Regions from separate parts of the Rattus norvegicus genome. Here region 2 is linked to region 1. A link is a contact called in public Hi-C data. All regions are on one chromosome and are shown on one strand. Each heading gives the region's core, a stretch centred on a gene start, on an enhancer-like site or on the middle of the called end of the contact. The rest is flanking DNA. Distances are from core to core; before and after follow the strand shown. Region 1 holds the start of Dact3 (dishevelled-binding antagonist of beta-catenin 3). Region 2 holds the start of Ccdc8 (coiled-coil domain containing 8).

Region 1 (5,477 bases), core at 1,676-4,175:
AAGTACAACACTTGCCTACCCTGCTCCTTACCCTTGGTAAATAAAAAGGCAACGCGTTACGGGACACTCTCCACTTCTTTCCCGGTATGTAAACTGTTTTTGAGAGTAGATACATTAGAAAAAGTCAGAATCGACTCAAGTCAAGTCAAATGGTAGTGGCCTCCTCAGTGTAGGGAATCAAATGGAAGATGAGGTGAACTGTGCGGGCCAATGAATATTTAAGGTGAGACTTGGCACCCAGTGTCCAAGATTCAGCTCATCCCTTTCACTGCCCAGCTGTAAGACCTTAGGGTGTCTTAACCTCTTGGGCTTCACTTTCCTCATCTGGAATGTGGCATCACACAACTTGGCCTTTCATAAGCTCGCCGGAAGGGCTTAGGTGAGTTGAAAGAGCAGTTTCTTCTTCAGCACTTTGTCAACGCCAGTTTACATTATTAGAATCTCACAAGGAATGCTTTCTAATACTGCTTGCATAATTAAAATTTTACGTAAAAGAATGGACTTGGGGGGGGGGTGATGGGTTCCACAACTGTCATTTCAATTTTTCCACCAGAGGGAGGAGTCAAGAGTTAAGGAACAGACAGCCTGAGTTCATCTATAAATGACCTGAGATCTCTGGAGACTCCTTTGCCCAAACTTCCCCATCTTTCCCGTCTTTACGTTCCAGTGCCCTTCATCTGTGTTAAGAAGTCCTTCTGCAAGTCTAACCCAAGTCCTCCTTGCTGGAAGGGATCTTTTTCCTTCCTAGGGGCAAACAGGACCCCTCTCTCTATACACAACATCCACGCCTCTCTCTACAATACCTCCACTCTGAATGTGACATGCCCACATCATGTCCCAGAGTCACCAAGTCTAACTTTGGGGGGTTTTTGTTTGGCTTCATAGGGATCGTGTTTCTGAGTGGTGGACAGAGATCTTGGCTGTCTTATAATCAGGGGTGACCCGACTTTCTCTTCAGAAGGACCCAGGTACCCTCAACACCAGAGGTGTATATATTTAGCGCTTTTCTACTCCCCCATCAGCCAGGCTCCTGTCCCAGTCTGCCACCGCCTCCTCTTTGAAGCTGGGCTGAGCCTTGACTGCTCACAGTGGGGAAGGGACGGAGTGTAAGGGACAGGTCCTCTCTCCCATCACCACTTCACGCCAGCCAGGAGTAAGCACTGAGAAGCCGGGCAGAGAGTGAGGAGGGAGAGAGGCCAGACCACTACTGCTCTGCAACGGTGCCTTCTCCCACCCTCTCTTAGTGGGTTGGATGGAGGGGTCTGGCAGAGCCCAGGCGGCTTAGGGCAGGGGGAACGGCTGAACACCTCCCCTCCTCCGTAACTTTTGGAGGGGGCGGGGCCTCCCACAGCTGTTTCTGCTTGGAGAAGAATGTGTAAGGTCCCACTCCTTGCACGGTCAGGCCGGTTGGGGGTGGGGCTGGGCGTCTGGCCTCAGCCTCTTTCCCCATTTCCCATCTGGGGAGGGGGCAGCCGAGGTCAGCAACAGCCAGAGACCCCTCCCAACCCCCACAGCCTCGGCTCAGGTTTCCCTAAACGGGAAGCTCTGACCACACACAAGTACACACATAGAGGCTTAAGGACCGGCATGGGATGGGCCAGGGGAGTGGGCTGGGGGAAGGGAAGAGAGATTGAGACAGACGTTAGGCAGACAAGCACTGGGGCCTAGAGACGGACCACGACCCCATCTCTATTCTCCCCAGGTCTTGGAAGATCACAGAGACAGCGACGGGGTTAAGGGAATGAAACAGAAATTCTATGGTATGGAAAGGAAGGAACATCAACCTGAAAGGGTTTCCAGATTTAAGGAGTTATCATATAGGGAGGGAGAAAGAGCTGGGGCCTTTTCAATTTGAAAGTCATCATTAGAGTGCCACGGAGAATCATACTCTCTCTCCCCTCACTCCCCAGCCACCTTCGCCTGGCCCCTTATTACTGAGCCATGGGACCCCAAGTAAAAGTGTCATCGGGTTGATCAAAATGTCCCCGGGGGTCCTCAGGGACTGTAAGCTTCTCAGCAGAGGGTCTCTCCCTCCAGAGGCCTGAAATTCCCCTTCCCCCACCCCGCCCCCTCCAGGGATCTCCAAGCACCCGGGAGACTTAAGCAAAGATGGATCACTTAAGGAAAGATGGATCCGGGGTAGCGGGGCCCAGAGGGAGGTTATATTTGAATGCAGGCTGTGTGACCTTGGGTGAGTCTCTTCCTGTCTCTAAGCCTCAGTTTCTTTCTCTGTAAAATGGGGACTTTCAAACCCTCATGAGATGGGAAGACTGTAAGAGGTCGAATGTTAGTCTTAGCACACACTAGGCGTCCAGGACGGTTAACAGGGTCCATGCTGAGAGTCCAACGGAGGCCGTGCATCCTTCCTATCAGGTCTATTTGGGGATAGGGGAGGCCAGGTTTCCAGTCTTATCTCTCGTCTGTCTTTTCCCCCTGCCTGCTATCCTACCCTAGGACCGGTGTGCTGAGCATACACTACCAAGACAGACAGACCCACACAGGAGCAGGGAGGTGGGGAAACGGATGGGGGATGGAGGGATGCATGGATGGACGCACGGACAGGCGACCCCTCACCAGCTGCTCCTCCAGGGCTGCCGCGGCCCTACGCGCCGCTGCCGCATCCTCGTCCTCCTCGGCGTCCTCCTCGTCCTCCGCCTCGGCGCCCCCCATCCCGGGCTGGGCCAGCCGCAGCGCCTGCTGCACGCGGTATTCCTGCCTCTCTCGGAGCCAATGCAACTCGCAGAGCCCGGCCAGGCTGCCTTCCAACCATCCCCGCAGCCGACCCCGCTCCGGGCTCACCGGGAACGAGAAGGCCCGGATCATGGCTGCGGCCCCCCGCCCCAGCCCGGCCGGGCCCCACGGCCGCCCCTCTCGCCGGTCCCACCTCCCCGCCCCAGCAGCCCGCCCGCCCGCTGGCCGGGCTGTCACCGTCTCATCTGCATAGGCGCCCGCCCATTGGGCCGCCCACCCGCGCCTCATCTGCATGATCACGCCCAGGGAGGCACAACAACGACCTACTATTGGTTGCTGCCTTCCGTGACGCAAGGCTCCGCCCCGCCCTGTTTTTCTCCTTAACGCAAGCCGGTGGCTACCTATGGCATATCAGACTCGCCACGCCCCTTTGTGCTGCGCCTTAGGGGCTGTGGCCACGCCTCCTCATATCACAATGAAACAAGCCCGCCCTTGCCCCAATTCCATTGGTGTTAGCCGCTTGGGTCTGTAGCTGGTCCCGCCCCCTTGCGGGCGAGCTCTGGCTGCCATTGGGCTCTCTAGGTCGAGGGGAAGGGTGGTCTATAAATAGAGATTGTATCCACGTGACAGCTCCGCAGCTGCTCTTGCCGCCCCTCCCGAACTTTCAGCTTCTGAGTCTGCGCAGAAGGATCATCAGAGAGGATTGAATCCGGATCACGCCTCCTCTTTCAGGCAGCTTTCCCAGACCCTCAGAAGCAAACCGCACTTAATATCTTATGGTTCGAGTACGCTTTTAAGCCGGACCGGCTCAAACCGTCTTGGTAATTCCATCACAAAGGAGGCTGAATCAGTAGGATAAAAGGCCAGCCTGAGCTACATAGTGAATTTCTAACGAGTATGGATTACACAACGAGTTTCTGTCTCATCAAAACAGAACACTTATGGAATTACAAGACCGTGGATGAAATATTCTATGATTTGACCAGAAGAGAATCTGAGGTCTTTTTTGTCTTCCAGGTGCGGTGGAGCTGAGTTCCACCAGTCTGAGCTCGCAGGGGCTTTTGTTCTCGGTTCTAAGAGGCTTTGTTCTCAGTCTTCTGAGATGCTCTGTTCTCAACGTTCTGTGGTCCTAAATCAGCCTCCCTGCTTTCGAAGGCTGCATCCTGCCTCCCTTCACTGGGCAAGCGAGGCTAGCGCCCCCTCACGCGGCCGGCCTGTGTCACTACACCCTGTGTCCGCAACGTTTGTGAAATAGCCCATTTCTCAGGGGGACCTTTGACTCCTTAAAAGATATGTAAGGGAGGATGGGGCAGGAGAATGGCGGTGAGTTCGAGGCCAATGTGGGCTAACTATGAGAGCCTGTTAGAAAAAGAAAAACATAGCGTGAAAATGTCTTTTTATAATCTTTTATGATCATCTGGCAATAACCGACCTTGATGTGGTGAGTCTCTGTCACTTGAAGGCTGAGTAACGCTAGGAAACTATTTAGTCTCTCTGTATTCTTCATCTGCACGTTAAACAACATAATTATGTTTTGTTTTGCTTTTTGAGGGTTTCACTAAGTAACCCTGGCTGACCTGTAACTATGTAGACCAGGCTGACTTGTAACTTAGAGGTGGGCCCTGCTCTGGGTCGTATCTGACTCCCCCTTCCCACAGTGCTCATATTAAAGAGTGGGCACATAGAACCCTGTTTAACATATTTGGAGTAATGGCTTCTACCACTCAAAGAACTGAGCTCTGTGCATGGTGGGTCATGTCTGTAACCCCAGCACTGGGGCTGGAGAAATGGCTCAGCGATTTAAGAGTGCCTGTTGCTCTTCCAGAAGACATAGGTTCGGTTCCTGGCACATGGAGGGAAAAAGAGGCTCACAATCCCCTGTAACTCCAGCATCAGGGGATCCATTGTCCTCTCCTGGTCACCTCAGGCAACTGCCCCATGAGTGGGCACACCCATGAATGTGTGTACATGCACATACACAATTTGATATATTTCATCTTTTAAAAATTCTCACGGTGCCAAGGGTGGTGACTCTGGTCTGCTACCCCATTACTCCAAATAATTATGCAGGAAGATCTGCAGGTCCAGGCTAGCTTAGACTACATGGCAAGACCAGACAAGGCTGGGGATCAGGCTCAGTGGTTGAGGCTTTGTCTAGAATCCTATTAGTTTCGACTCCCAGTACAGAATAATCATGCCAAATGGATCCTCAGTTTACTGTTAGCTGTTGGAGGGTTGAGAGCTAAAAGTCAGGGTGGCCAAGCAACTGGAGAACTGGGCGGGATCCAAAGTTAAAAAGGACAGCATGATGACACACACCCTTAATCCCAGCCCTTAGGAGGCAAAGGTGGATGGATAGTGAGTTCTAGGCCAGCCAGGTAGAGGGACTCTGCCAAAAAAAAAAAAAAAAAAAAAATCCTTTCCCCACAGCCTCAGGGCCAAGATGGGAAAGATGGATGGAAGCTTAGATGTTCTCCTACACACACCTGGCCATGCTCTCCGACTGTTTCAGGCTGCCCTATTTCTCATGTCCCCTGCCTACTCAGGACTGTCCCCAGGTCTCATCTGTTTCTCCATGCAATGGTAGCAGGGTGTGAGGTGTCATGGTCACTACCCCATACCCAGAATCACTTAGCACAGGGACAGAAATGGACAGGAGAGAAGGAGCCATTGCAATAGAAAACACTAAGGCTCGGAAGGCAGCTCAACCGGGCCAGTGCTCGCCATGAAAACTCAGATTCCCAGGCTCCATGCAAAAGGCCAAATGTAATGGTTTCACAACTGCC
Region 2 (5,477 bases), core at 1,474-3,973, 130 kb before region 1:
CAAGACTCTGTCTCAAATAAAGATATAGAGACAGAGAAGGAAAGAAAAAGAGAGGAGAGAGAAGGAGGCAGGGAGGGACAGAAGAGAAGAAAGTAGAGAATGAGTGTGGAAAGGGGAGGAAAGGTGTGGTCAGTGCTGCCTGCCCCTGCAGCCTCCATTTTCAAATGTGGAGGAAGAGGCAGCCCACAGAGGAGAGAAGTATCCTAGCAGCTAACACCACGCAGGCAGGGTGCAGGCAGGGTGCCGGGGCACTGGGCTTCCCTTACAGCTGTTCTTCTTGCTCTCTGTGTTCCATGTCTGCTCTGGTGTCAGCCCTTAGCACCCTGAGGCTCCTAGCCTCTCCCGCCCCTGCCCTGGGGCCTCTCTTGGGCAGGGTTGGCAACCTGGGAGTGTGCCAGAAAGCTTTCCTGCGCATGTGAAACCAGGAGAAGCGTCCTGGGGTCTGGAACCTCACTGTCTTTACCTGTTTCCGGGCTCTAGATCCCGAATCAGCTGAGGCTTCCAGTATAGCTTGAGGTCCAGCCTCCTCCCTCTGGTCATGGAGGACCCCTGCCCTCTGGTCAGCTAGGACCTCCACCCTCTGATTTTCTGTAGCACCAGTGCTTTGGTTAACTGGGCCCTCTGCCCTCTGACTATCTATGGCTTCTGCCCTCTGGTCAGGTAGAACTCCTGCCCTGAGATTAGCTGCAGCTTCTATCCTTGCACTAGCAGCAGTCTCTGCTCTTGGAGTAGCTACAGCCTCTGCCCTTGGACTAACTGTAGCCTCTGCCCTTGGACTAGCTGCAGCCTCTACCCTTAGACTAGCTGCAGCCTCTACCCTTGGACTAGCTGCAGTCTCTGCCCTTGGACTAGCTGTAGCCTCTGTCTTCTGGTTAACTTCAGCCTCTGCCCTTGGACTAGCTGCAGCCTCTGCCTTTGGACTAGCTGCAGCCTCTGCCCCTGGACTAGCTGTAGCCTCTGCTCTTGGATTAACTGCAGCCTCTGCTCTTGGATTAGCTGCAGCCTCTGTTCTTGGATTAACTGCAGCCTCTGCTCTTGGATTAGCTGTAGCCTCTGCTCTTGGATTAGCTGCAGCCTCTGCTCTTGGATTAGCTGTAGCCTCTGCTCTTGGATTAGCTGCAGCCTCTGCTCTTGGATTAGCTGCAGCCTCTGCTCTTGGACTAGCTGCAGCCTCTGCTCTTGGATTAGCTGCAGCCTCTGCTCTTGGATTAGCTGTAGCCTCTGCTCTTGGATTAGCTGCAGCCTCTGCTCTTGGACTAGCTGCAGCCTCTGGCCTCTGGCTAGCTGCAGCCTCTACCCCATGTTCAGCTGCAGCCCCTGCTCCCTGGTTTTCTGCAGCCTCTGGGGGCTCTTCAGCTGTCCCGTGAGCCGAGGGTGGCACCTGCTCCTTCCTGCATCGTCTCAAGGAGACCCACTTGATCTTGGGCTTCCAGCGTCTAGTAATCAGTGTCTGGTCGCTCAGGTCTCCTGTGTTTCTGGAGCTATCATCCAGGTCTGGGCTGGTGTGGCTGTGTCTCATTTCTCCAGCCCTCTCAGCTATGGAGGACTGCTGGGCCTGGCCCACCTCGGAGCCTGATCTGGGCGCCCAGCCTTTCACCCTCTGTTTCAGCTTCCCCCAGGACACCTGGCTGACATACTCCCGCCATCTGTCCCCCTTGGATGGCTGGGGCCCCAGGTTATTCTCAAACATGGGCACTGGAAGATTGACTCGGCGCCGTGGAGGAGGCGCGCTGGGCTTCTTCTCCCCGCGGCGGAGGAAGGCCTCTACCAGCTCCTGATCATCCTCGCTCTCATCGCTGCCCAGGAATTTGCTGCCCAAGTAACTGACCGGCATTTTGCGCACCTTCCTGGTCTTCCCGGAGCCCCTGTTGCCTTTGACTTTGGATGTATCGAAGTCACTCAACTCGCTATCGCTGCCATTGCTGCTGTCGTAAGTGCCTACAACCAGCCGAAGTGGAGGAGTGACCATCTGCGGGACTCTCCTCACTCTGGGCACCTTGGCTTTTTTGGGGGGCTGGGGTGGATGTGGAGTACTCTTTTCGATGATACGAGCCACATCTTCCAGGGTGCGGCCCTCCTCCTGCAGAAACTGGATCAGCCGCTCCCGAAACACAGCCTCCTTAGTGGCAGGCTTGGAGATGACTCTCCACACGCCCCCAGCCAGCCGGACCTCCCGGGGGATGAGCAGATAGTCAACATCCTCCCCAATCTGCAGCATCCCCACCGTGGAGTCCTCCTCTTTGCGGAACACCTTCCCGATCTTCTTGAAGGTGCCCACAGGCCTTAAGGCCTCCACTAACACATCCAGATCGACATCTTTGCAGACGTCGGGGACACTCCAGAGGATCAGGCAATCGGGAGAGGGGAGGAAGCCCCAGGGGAACCATCCCCCCACGTGGCTTTTCTCGAGAGTCTTTAAGATCTCCAGTGTGGACTCCCGAGTTGGGGGCAAGAAGCCCAGGCTCTCTCGGCTTCTAGTCTTGGGGAGGGAGCAGTGGAGGGTCCCAGCAACTCTGCTCACGCAGTGTCGCCTCCCTGTAATTTTCTCTTCAGGCGACAAGTCCAAGTTGGGTTCCCCCAACCCCCTCGGAGTTGTATCAAGGAGTTTTCCAGGATGCTTACATGAACCGAGGCACGCTTAGTCCCGAGGCTCAAAGCTCAGTCCAAACTGGAATCGCCAGTGTCCCTGCTCCAAGTTGGAAACGCACGAGCTCCGATCGCTGCTCCCTTGCCCCAGACACCGGGATGAAGTTGAAAGTTCGTGGGAGGACTCTGCAGACAAAGATGGCTCAGCGTGGCCGTTCAATATGGCGAGGCGCTTAAAGGCCTCCGCCCAGCCCCGAGGAGGGTCTCCCGCCCCCAGGCAGGCCGCCACCCTCTCCAAACTGACCTTGCGCTCAGTCTGCGGTGGAGCTGAGAGCGGCAGGAAGTTTCTGGGCGCCCTCCCCTCCTGGGTGAGGCCCACCTTCTCCTTCTCATCTTACACTCTAAGCCTGGGAAGACTGGCAGCGGGGCTGTCCACTCCCTTCAGGGCAGCCTCCCTCTCCTCCCCCACAGAGGTGTGGCTGTCCCTCAGAGCCTCACTGGGGCCAGGGCTTCTCTTAGCTACAGCCAAGACCCACGTCATCATCCTTCCCGAAAGGCAACGGGGGTCCCAACCTGCCATCCTTGACCCAAAAGCCCAAGAGGTGTGGGTGCCGATGTCCCAAATCCTTTGAAGGCCATTGCAATTATGAATGTCCGTTTAAAATTAAGGCGATGGAACCAGAGAGGTGGCTCAATGGTTAGGAGCATGGGTTGCCCTTGCAACCCCTTAACCTGGATTTGACTCCCAGAACCCATATGATGGCTCACAACCCTCTGTATTTCCAGTTCCAGGGGATCCAACACCCTCTTCCGATCTCTGTGTGCACTTACATACGTGATTTGCGTGTGTGCACAGAGAATACATTCATGCACATAAAAAGGGGGCCCACAAGATAACTCGGTAAAATGGGGTTGGGGATTTAGCTCAGTGGTAGAGCGCTTACCTAGGAAGCGCAAGGCCCTGGGTTCGGTCCCCAGCTCCGAAAAAAAAAAAAAAAAAAAAGAACAAAAAAGATAACTCGGTAAAAACATGCAAGCCTCATGGCCTGAATTTAATCCCAGCATCCACATAAAACCAACTCTATAAAGTTATTATTCAGTCTCCACATGTGCACCCCTACACACAGATTATACACATATAAATTCACACACGATGAAAACGTTTTTAAAATAAAATCTTTTCTTGGGGCTGAAGAGTCGGCTCCTTGGTTAAGAGCACTGGCTGCTCTCTCCGAGGACCTGGGTTCAGTTTCCAGCACCCACATAATAGCTCACAACCATCTGTAACTCCACTTATAGGGAATCCAACACTCTCACACTGATATACATCAAAACACCAATGCACATAAATATTTTTAAAGCAAATCTTTCTCTTTTTTAAAAAGATTTAGTATTTTATGTATTTTTGTACACTGCTGCTGTCTTCAGGCACACCAGAAGAGAGCATCATATCTCATTACAGATGGTTGTGAGCCACCATGTGTTTGCTGGGAATTGAACTCAGGTCCTCTGGAAGAACAGCCAGTATTCTTAACCTCTGAGCCATCTCTCCAGTCCCAAATAAATATATTTTTAAATAAAAAATAAAACATTTTCTAAAAATAAAAAATCTTTCATTTCACAGAGAAATGCCTTCAGTTCTTAATTTATGTGTCCCACGTGGCCTCCACTTTCAGTAATCCTCCTGCCTCAGTCTCTGTCACTAGGTTTTACTTAGGTCACCATATCAGGCTTAAGCAATACAACAAAAGCCAAGTAAGGAAGTGACTCTAATATCAATATAAAAACAGATATCAGACACGGGGTGCACACTTGTGATCCCAGTCGTCAGAGGCAGGCAGATCAGGAGAATAAGGACAGTCTCAACTACGAAGAGTTCACGCCAGCCTGAGCTACAAGAAACCTTTTTTTCTCAAAAAGCAACAACCCAGGGGCTGTGATTAAGAGCACTTGCTGCCCTTACAGAGGACCTGGATTCGGTTCCCAGTACACACATGGTGGTTTACAGTCACCCAAAACTCCAGTTGAAGGGGATCTGTCATCTCCTAATTTCCATAAGAAGCACGCCTGCACAAGTTGCGCACGCGCGTGCGTGAACACACACACACACACACACAATCTTTAAAAAAAAAAAAAAAACTAAAGTAAAATAAACATAAGTGATTTTATTTAACCCAGGAAGACCTTGGAGGCAGATCAGGAGCAATGAGGGAAGGGGAAAGGAACGGAGAAAAAAAAAGGTGTAGGAGAGGCTTTTTCAGGATGGGGTAGGGGTGGGGAGCTTTGTATGGGTCCTGTCCTGACTGCAGCGTCCCTGTTGTGGGACAGGGAACACTTGCTCGCTCTGTTTAAGTGAACTTTCTTCCTCTTCACAAGGCAGAATTCTAGCCACTCAACCTTGAACGGTGACGAGTGGTCTCCAAGGCAACCGAGCATGCAAGGGGCCCTGGCTGAGCTTAGGGGAGACGCTGGGAACTTCCACACTGCAGGCACAGAGGCAGCCCTTCCTCTGGACCCTTCCTTAGGCCTCTTCCCCCAAAGCAGAGGCGCTTGCAAGAGAAACCAAGACTGTCCCCCCCCCCACCCCCCCGGAAGGGCTTTAATAGTGGTGGCATGTTCTAAGTCTTGAGGTTGGGGAGTTTGCTCTGTGGGAGAGCCTTTGCCTAGTATTAGGTGGGGGTTGTAAAGAACCCTAAATCACAGAGCTGGAGATTTCCTCCAGGAGTTCAATCACTTCCTGCTCTTTGCTGAGGACCAAGTTCAGCTCCCACATGGTGGCTCACAGTCATCTGTAACTCCAGGTCCAAGGGGTCCAGTGCCTTCTTGTGACCTCCAAGGGCACCAGGCATACACACAGGTAAAATAGATCTAATTTTAAAATCTTCTTAACC

What was found. A called contact is a pair of places that touch in the nucleus more often than the background predicts.
Region 2: a contact with region 1 is called in a Hi-C map of Schwann cells, with 2.7 times the contacts expected there. The contact joins the promoter of Ccdc8 here to the promoter of Dact3 in region 1. A contact is called at or near these places in 2 of 12 Hi-C or Micro-C datasets (the A7r5 cell line and Schwann cells).

What each region holds. Positions count from the first base shown.
Region 1 is chr1:86,672,441-86,677,917 of GRCr8, reverse strand. Dact3 (dishevelled-binding antagonist of beta-catenin 3) reads right to left here and starts at 2,925. Exons shown (of 4, transcript NM_001191947.2): 1 at 2,575-2,925. The coding sequence starts at 2,823.
Region 2 is chr1:86,804,853-86,810,329 of GRCr8, reverse strand. It overlaps Ccdc8 (coiled-coil domain containing 8), which reads right to left and starts at 2,723. Exons shown (of 1, transcript NM_001009533.2): 1 at 1-2,723. The coding sequence starts at 2,218. The coding sequence ends at 263.